2 separate regions of the Hordeum vulgare genome follow, and region 2 is linked to region 1. A link is a contact called in public Hi-C data. All regions are on one chromosome and are shown on one strand. Each heading gives the region's core, a stretch centred on a gene start, on an enhancer-like site or on the middle of the called end of the contact. The rest is flanking DNA. Distances are from core to core; before and after follow the strand shown. Region 1 holds the start of LOC123397364. Region 2 holds the start of LOC123394928 ((+)-menthofuran synthase-like).

Region 1 (4,172 bases), core at 758-3,257:
GGGAATGTCTGATTGGTCGTAGTGTGTCATTTACAACTGGCATATAAGGCCTTGTCAGATTGGCACACTGTAGTTCAGAAACATCACCACAAATATCAGATGCTCATACAGATCGGTTATGCTAGAGATCAAGGAGCGTATGAAAGAGTTTGAAGATATTGATGTCATCCACGAAAAAGGGACCTTAAACCACCATGCTCAGAGTCAGAGTGATCATTTGCATCTCTTGCTTATTCTTCTCACTTGTTTTCCGTATTTTCTCTCTCCCAATATTTTTTCTTGGCATGGCTTGTTATGGAAAATATGTGTAGCTCTCATTTTCTCCATACGTTTCTGTTTTCAAGGAGAATTCGTACTCCTTTTGGAATTACCATCTTTAAAAACATTGTAGATTCCAATCTCTTGTGTAGTACTAAACTCCATGCCCCCTCCTTCTTCTGTCACATGTGTTGTTGCCTTGTCATCAGTGAGCTCCAGAAAACACATCTACAAGGTAGCCATTTAGTTAGCATTTTAGTTAACACTGTGCACATGTAAGTAACTCTATAATGTTGGACAAGAATTGATTCGACTACATCTGAACGAACTTATCTTGCTTCCAAGAAGAGTATAATCAGATTTTGCTTATATTCATGTTTTCTTAACATGTTTGGAATGTTGTTTCCTCCAAAATGTAGCATTTACCTTTCATTTGGAGCATATGATGCATTTTTTTATCAGCTGCTGACTGAAAAAAAAGCCACTTGTCTGATAAAAATACTATCCACGAGTTAGACTTAATTACTCCCTCCATCACAGTATATTGGGCGTATCTTCAAAATGATAATTTTTCACGGTTAGAAGAAAATAAGGCGCATGACATTAATTAGCTTATTAATTGAGGTGTTTTGGAAACCGTCTTCACCAATACATGCGAGGAAGTCACTCGTTTAGTGGACGGGGGGTTACTAATGCGTCAGTTTTACGATTAATTAGGCGCTTATACAGCTCGTCGGTTCGGTTTTTTCTATCAATAGAAAAACATCTAGGTCCCAGAGCCGTGTGAGATACGCCCAATATACTGTGATGGAGGAAGTAATTGTCTTCCAGATGCCTTCAAATATATACAAGTTCTCTGATAAGGTGGTAGTCATGGGAAGACTATTTTTGGTTTACGTTGTAATTGTTTTCATTAACCACTTACTTTTTGTTTTTTTTGCTTCTTTTCAGCTTTCAGGTCCTAAAATGAGAAGGTAAGGATTGTACCCGAGCAGTATGAGAAGACCCAGCTCCATAATCTCAGAAACCAAAAGTTTGGCATTTAATATTTTTGGTTCTAAAATTTGTTTAAAAAATGGCCATTCCAATTGTAGATTCTTAATTGCTTAGAATTATTTTATACTTTCTCTGTAAACTAATATAAGAGTATTTAGATAACTAAAATAATGATCTAAACGTTTTTATATTAATTTACGGAGGGAGTAGGTTGGATTCCTTGGGTTCATATTTAGTCAAGAACAAAATATTTTCAAGATTGGTAGTACGTCTGAGTGGAGGTCTGATGATGAAAGCATGCTTGTTTGTATGATGATAAAAGCACAATTAGTGGAGGTCTTTGGAAAAGAGCGAATGAATCGCAAGATAAATTAAAGAAGAAGAAGAAGAAATATTTTCCGGAACGCACAAATTAGTGGACGTATCACGGTCAGGTAGGGTAACGCGCATCTCGATAAAGACAAGCAGCCGCTTAAAAAGCAATTAGCCTAGCTAACCTCCTTCCTTAACCAAGAAGGATACACCTCTTTCACTGACATCTCCGCGACTCCACCCCTGCCCTGCCCTGCCCTGCCGCTCAATCATTCATTACTCCTCTTCCCTCCCACTCCGCCCACACTGCTGCTACAGCTACCAACGCCGGCCGCCGGCGAGATCTCCCTTGCCGTGCTTCCATCTCATCATCAGGCCTCCCTCCCTCCTGTGTGGATCTAATTTTGCTGGCTGGCCTCCCTCCCGTCCCGTCTGGCTATCTCCACTCCACTGTACTCCCCTCTCCTCCACCTACGCTGCTGCAGCTCCCAACGCCGGCGTCCGAGCTCCTCCACCACCCGGCAGGTACGATACGATCTCCCTCGCCGTGCTACTCCCTCCCCCGTAACTCTTGGGCTTAGTGCCCGTGCCTTACTTCCATTAATCCAATCCAGCCTCTTCTTGACGGCAGCTACTTTTGCTACAGTGCATTCGAGCTCTCGCGCCTCACACGAGCACAGAGTGGTCGCGTCGCTCTCGGCGGGGCATGGGGAAAATACGGCGGCCGGCCAAGGGGCCACCGGAAGCCGTGGGAGTCAAGGACGCCCAAGGGGTTGCTGTGGGGAAGATGTGGCGGCCACGCCGACCTGCCAAGGCGCCACTAAAAGCGGCGGGAGTTGAAGACCCCAAAGGGGACGCCGTCGACGGTGAGGTCGAGGCGTCGGTGCCAGGAGCTCCGGTGGTCGCGGCCGCCAGGGAGAAGGGGCCACTTGAGGATGGGGCTGCGGTGTGCCGGATAGAAGCTCTCCATGGGGCTCCGGTTATCGCCACCACAGGACAGGAACCCGAAGCGGTTGGAGTGAAGGACGCCCAAGGGGTTGCCATGCGGAAAATGTGGCGGCCACGGCGACCGGCGAAGGCACCACTGAAAGCGGTGCGAGTGAAAGACGCCCAAGGGGAGGTCGAGGCCTCGGTGCTAGGGGCTCCGATGGTCACGACGGCCAGGGGCGGGGAGAAGGGGCCACTAGAGGATGAGACTGCGGTGTGCCAAATAGAAGCTCTCCATGGGGCTCCAGTTATCACCACAACACCACAGGAGCAGGAAGAGGTTGCGGTGAAGGACCCTGAAGAGGTTGCCATGCGGAAAATGTGGCGGCCACGGCGACCGGCGAAGGCGCCACTGAAAGCGGTGCGAGTGAAAGACGACCAAGGGGTTGTTGTGATCGCCGTCGACGGGGAGGTCGAGGCGTCAGTGCTAGGGGCTCCGGTGGTCACAGCGGCCAGGGGCGGGGAGAAGGGGCCACTAGAGGATGAGATTGCGGTGTGCCGGATAGAATCTCTCCATGGGGCTATGGTTATCACCACGACACCACAGGAGCAGGAAGCGGTTGGAGTGAAGGACCCTGAAGGGGTTGCCATGCGGAAAATGTGGCGGCCACGGCAACCGGTGAAGGCGCCCCTGAAAGCGGTGCGAGTGAAAGACGCCCAAGGGGTTTCTGTGATAGTTGTCGACAGGAAGGTCGAGGAATCAATCCTAGGGGCTCCAGTGGTCATGGCCGCTATGGACAGGGAGAAGGGGCCAATGGAGGATGGGGTTGCGGTGTGCCGGATGGACGCTCTCGATGGGTCTCCAGTTAAGACACGACTGGAACCGGTCGGAGTGAAGGACGCCGAAGGGGTTGCGGCGGGGAAAGTGCGGCGGCCACGACAAACGGTGAAGGCACCACTGGAAGCTATGCGAGTGAAGGACACCGTAGGGGTTGCGGCGGGGAAAATGTGGCGGCCACGGCAACCGACGAAGGCACCACTAGAAGCTATGGGAGTGAAGGACGCCATAGGGGTTGCGGTGATCAGCGTCGACAGGAAGGTCGAGGAATCAATCCTAGGGGCTCCAGTGGTCGTGGCGGCCGGGGGCGGTGAGAAGGGGCCACTGGAGGATGGGATTATGGTGTGCCAGGTGGATGCTCTCGATGGGGCTCCGGTTATGACACGACAGGAAGCAGTCGGAGTGAAGGACGCCGAAGGGGTTGCGGTGGGGAAAATGTGGTGGACACGAAAACCGGCGAAGGCATCACTAGAAGCTTTGGGAGTGAAGGACGACAAAGGGATTGCGATGATCACCGTCGACCAGAAGGTCAAGGCATCAGTCCTAGGGGCTCCAATGGTCGTGGCAGCCGGGCGCGGTGATAAGGGGCCACTGGAGGAAGGGATTATTGTGTGCCAGGTGGACGCTGTTGATGGGGCTTCGGTTATCGCCATGACACAACAGGAAGCGTTGGGAGTGAATGACACCGAAGAGGTTCCGGTGGGGAAAATGTGGTGGCCACGACGCCTGGCGAAGGCAACACCGGAAGCTGCGGGTGTGAAAGATGTTGAAGGGGTTGCGGTGATCGCTGTCGACGGGGTGGTCAAGCCGTTGGTGCTACAGGTTCCAGTGGTCGCGGCAG
Region 2 (4,172 bases), core at 549-3,048, 170 kb before region 1:
TGTAGAAGGAAGACCCTCCATTCTGAATTATTTATCGAAATCGTAGAAATGGATAAAAATAGATGCATTTTCTGAATTATTTATCAAATCGTAGAAATGGATGCATTTAAAACTAAAACACTAGATACATTCATTTCTACAATAAGCGTACATAGATCTACATTTTATATTTTTTTTCTTGCTTGGTTCATTAACTCGACGCCACGGACGGCCACGTCTTGGCGACCAGAAGCAGGGGCGCCTTGAGGCACACGGAGAGGCCGTACAGCTCGCTCATGTCCACCGGCGGCGTCCTCCTCCCGCCGTGGCCGGGCACCTCCCAGTCGAAGCCATGCACGAGGCTCGCCAGCGCCAGCGCGTTGGACAGCATGGCGAACTCCACCCCGGGGCAGCCCCTCCTCCCGCCGCCGAAGGGCAGGAACGAGAAGCCCCGCCCGGCGCCGCCGCCGAGCTCGTCCCCGACGAACCTCTCCGGCGCGAACTCCTCGGCGCGGGGACCCCACGTTGCCGGGTCGCGGCCGATGGCCCAGGCGTTGATCAGGACTCGGGTGCCCGCCGGCACGTCGTGGCCCTGCAGCCGGGTGTCCTCCACCGTCTCCCGCGGCAGCAGCAGCGGCGCCGGCGGGTGGAGCCGCAGGGTCTCGTTGACCACCGCCTTCAGGTACGGCAGGCGCGGGAGGTCGGCCTCCGTGACGACGGCGCCGGGGACGACGGCCGCGCGGGCCTCGGCCTGGAGCCTGCGCATCTCGTGCGGGTGGTTGATGAGCTCCGCCATCGCCCGCTCCAGCAGCGCCGAGGTCGAGGCCGTGGCGGCGGCGAGCACGTCCAGGATGATCGACTTGATGCTGTCCGTGCCCAGCTCGCCGGCGTCCAGCATCACGTCCACGAAGTCCTCCTCGTGCACGGTGGCGGAGTCCGCACGGCGGCGCTGGCGGTGGTCGGCGATGACCCGCTCCAGCAGCCCGTCCATCTCCTCGAAGACGCGCTTGGCCCTCCGCTCCAGCCCCGTCACCGTGTCCACCCATCCCAGCCACGGCACCGACTCCCCCATCGGCACCGTGCCGAGGAGCTCCTCCATCTCGCCGAACGCCTTCTTCAGCCTCGCGCCGTCGCCGCCGCCTTCCTCCACCCCGCAGCCCGCGCCGCCGAGCGTGCAGCGGGAGATGACCGCGTTGGAGTAGACGACGAGGCTGTCGCTCAGGTTCACGACACCGCCGGCGCGGCGGACGCGGTCGAGGAGCGCGGCGGCCTCCTGCGCCCGGACGCGGCCGAGGGAGGCGACGCGGCGCGCGCTGAGCATGTGGACGGCGCAGACGCGGCGCGCCTGGCGCCAGTGCTCGCCGTAGGGCGCGAAGCCGATGCCGCCGTTGCCGTAGTAGAAGCGGTCGACCATGAGGAGCCTGGGGCGGCCGGCGAAGTCCACGTCGCGGGTCTTCATGGCCTCCTCCGCGGCGGCCGCGGAGGACGCCACGACGGTGGACACGCGGCCGAGCCGCAGGTGCATGACCGGGCCGTGGGACGCGGCCAGGGACCGGAGGCTCCGGTGCGGCAGGCTCCCGAGCAGGTGGAGGTGGCCGACGACCGGCAGGCCCCGCGGCGACGGGGGCAGCCGCAGCCGCGGCGCATTGCTGCTGCTGCGCCTGGTGGAGAAGGAGACGAGGAGGGTGATCACCACGAGAAGGAAGGCGAGGACGACGGTGATGAGCACCGGCGAGTCCAACGGCGCGACAACCATTTCTGCTGCAACCATCCTGGCTAGCTTGTGTCGCGTCGCGTGTACCCAAGCTTAGCCACTAGTACTTGTACTTGTTAGAAGCTCGTGCGTTGCCACGTCGTGTCGTACGTGACATATACGGCGCCACTAAAAGAGATATCCTCTACACGTAACACAAGAGGCACATACATATTAAGCACGAGTGAACGTGTTGTTTTCAGCCATCACACAGCATATATACTTTTCTTCCTCGCCGCACGAATTGCTGTCAAACTTAAGTAGCACCGTCGGGATAACCCGGGTAGACTCGTCAAGCCTCCTCCTTCATTTCCAGTCCAAAGAATATGAACATATATAGTTTACTAAGGTCCAAGTCTTCTAGCTGGCTAGCCTGCGCCTATCGGCTAGAGGACCAGGCGGCCATCCCTCTGGTCGGCCAGTCAACCCCTGCCGGCTAGAGTCGAGGCGATTACCTCTTCTGGGCTGGCCTGGTCCAGCCAGCCGGCTAGGAACGAGGCGTCCGCGCCCAAGCCGGCCAGCCAAGCAGGCTAGTCGGCCGAGGATCACAAGTCACATCAAATCGTAGGTCAGGATGAGACCTTACAATTAAAGGTAGCTACGCGTCAGCAAAGGTACTGGATCGGGGCGTCCGGCAGGTACGAGCGTCGGCTGCCACGCCGCTGACCTACCCCGGCTCTGATCCATCACCTAGCATAGTGTCGGACCGTCACACTCCCACTCCATTACTGTACTCGGCGTGGGGAACAGTGGAGGCGGTTGTACTACCTGCCCATGACGAATCTCTCTGGACGACGCTCGACGTACTTCGCGTGCTCGGCGTCAACCTTACGCGAGAGCTTCATTGGCCAGCCGGCGGGTCCCACTGCCAATCGAGACCATGCAGCCGGCGGGCCCCTCAAACGACAAGATAAGACTCTAGTGGCCCCCTGGCCAGCCGGAGAGGTTGCCAGTCGGGTCCCACACTTGTACCCTTTATCCATACTGTAGGCCGGCGGGTTCGTCTATAAAACCCCCCGGTTGCCCTCCATGCAGGGGGACCGATCATTCCACGGACGAACAACACTACACACTCACCAACCACATAGAGACGAGCCGGCTGCTCCCCTCTTCCTCCTCCCAACACAGCTCCAGGAGCAACTCTATACTCGGTTTATACACATCAAACACTCCGGCAGGACTAGGGGTCTTATCTATACGGAGAGCCGTGAACCTGGGTACATCGTGCATTCCATGCTTGTACCAACCTCGTTCCCAGCGCCCTCCTTTGTCCCTTCGGTTCTCACCGACTTTAGCCTACCTATGGCATATGTTGTGAGTACTCATGGACATTTGGCGCCCACCGTGGGGCCGATCGCGGCATCGGCTGGCTTTACGCGCTGGGCCGCATCGCATCGAGATCAGTTTGCATGCCCGTGGAGCCCGCTTTCGACGAGGCAACGCCGATGATGATCGACGTCCCCGTCCGCCACGCGGATTCAGACGAAGATTCTGATGACGAGGCGCTTCCTAGCGTCGTCGTCGCTGCTATGGAGAACCTCATCGTTCTCTTCAGTGACCTGCGTCTCAACGACGGTCCGCGCTACTACGGCGAGGACTTCGACGTTGAGGCGCTCTGCGTCAGCTTCAGCAGGATCTCTATCGCCGAGACGCCTGTCCATGACATATATCCCAGCAACGTCCTCGTCTTTGACGGCCCTCCGCCGTCGGTGGGATGCTTCACCCCATACCACGTTGCTGCCGTCTCCAACGTCATGGAGGTGATGGTTATCGGTGCTGGCACCAGCACAGCTCATGGCAAAGCGTCAGCAGACGCTGGTGAGCCTACTGCTGCCACCTCAGATACTCTTCGGGACGCCATCGCCGGCCTGAAGACACCCGTCGCCGCTTCCGCAAACCCTACTGACGCCCGGGCCTCACTGGAGGAGGCTCGCAAGCGTATCTTGGAGGAGGGCATCGCCGTCGCCTCGGCAAAGCGTCGGATGGAGGCCACGTAGCGCGAGTATAACTCCGCATACGGTCCCACTCCGATTTTCGAGGCCCCTAGCTGGCTTGGATTGGTCCGCAGCCACGACCGGTTCATTGCCGAAGTCCTAGGTGGCGATCTGTCCACCTACGAGACCCGTGCAGCCAACATGCGAGCGGCGCAGGCGGCCATGGAGGAGATGGCGAGCCTGGAAGGCGAGGAGCGCGCTTTCCAGGAGAAGCGGGTCAAGGATCTGCTTGACGCCGCCAACCAGCAACACGCTCGGCTTGACCCTGGTCAAGCCCAGTCAGAGTCTCCGGGACCCAACCCTAGAGCACGCCGCAACCCTAGCGGTCAGCATCATGCGGAAGGATCATCCTCGCATCGCCCCTTCGGCTGGAGGGGTGAGGGAAGCCAAGACCGACGCTCCCAGCGCCAGAGCGAGCACACTTCGGGCTTGCGTCGCGGAGGCGA

The links. A called contact is a pair of places that touch in the nucleus more often than the background predicts.
Region 2: a Hi-C map of leaf shows a contact between it and region 1, with 2.1 times the contacts expected there. The contact joins the promoter of LOC123394928 here to the promoter of LOC123397364 in region 1. A contact is called at or near these places in 2 of 6 Hi-C or Micro-C datasets (leaf and seedling).

Annotation. Positions count from the first base shown.
Region 1 is chr5H:571,149,999-571,154,170 of MorexV3_pseudomolecules_assembly, reverse strand. It overlaps LOC123397364, which reads left to right and starts at 2,007. Exons shown (of 3, transcript XM_045091934.1): 1 at 2,007-2,091; 2 at 2,198-2,914; 3 at 3,003-3,032. The coding sequence starts at 2,273. The coding sequence ends at 3,032. LOC123394923 reads left to right here and starts at 2,932. Exons shown (of 4, transcript XR_006609626.1): 1 at 2,932-4,172.
Region 2 is chr5H:571,315,118-571,319,289 of MorexV3_pseudomolecules_assembly, reverse strand. It overlaps LOC123394928 ((+)-menthofuran synthase-like), which reads right to left and starts at 1,798. Exons shown (of 1, transcript XM_045089815.1): 1 at 50-1,798. The coding sequence starts at 1,750. The coding sequence ends at 191.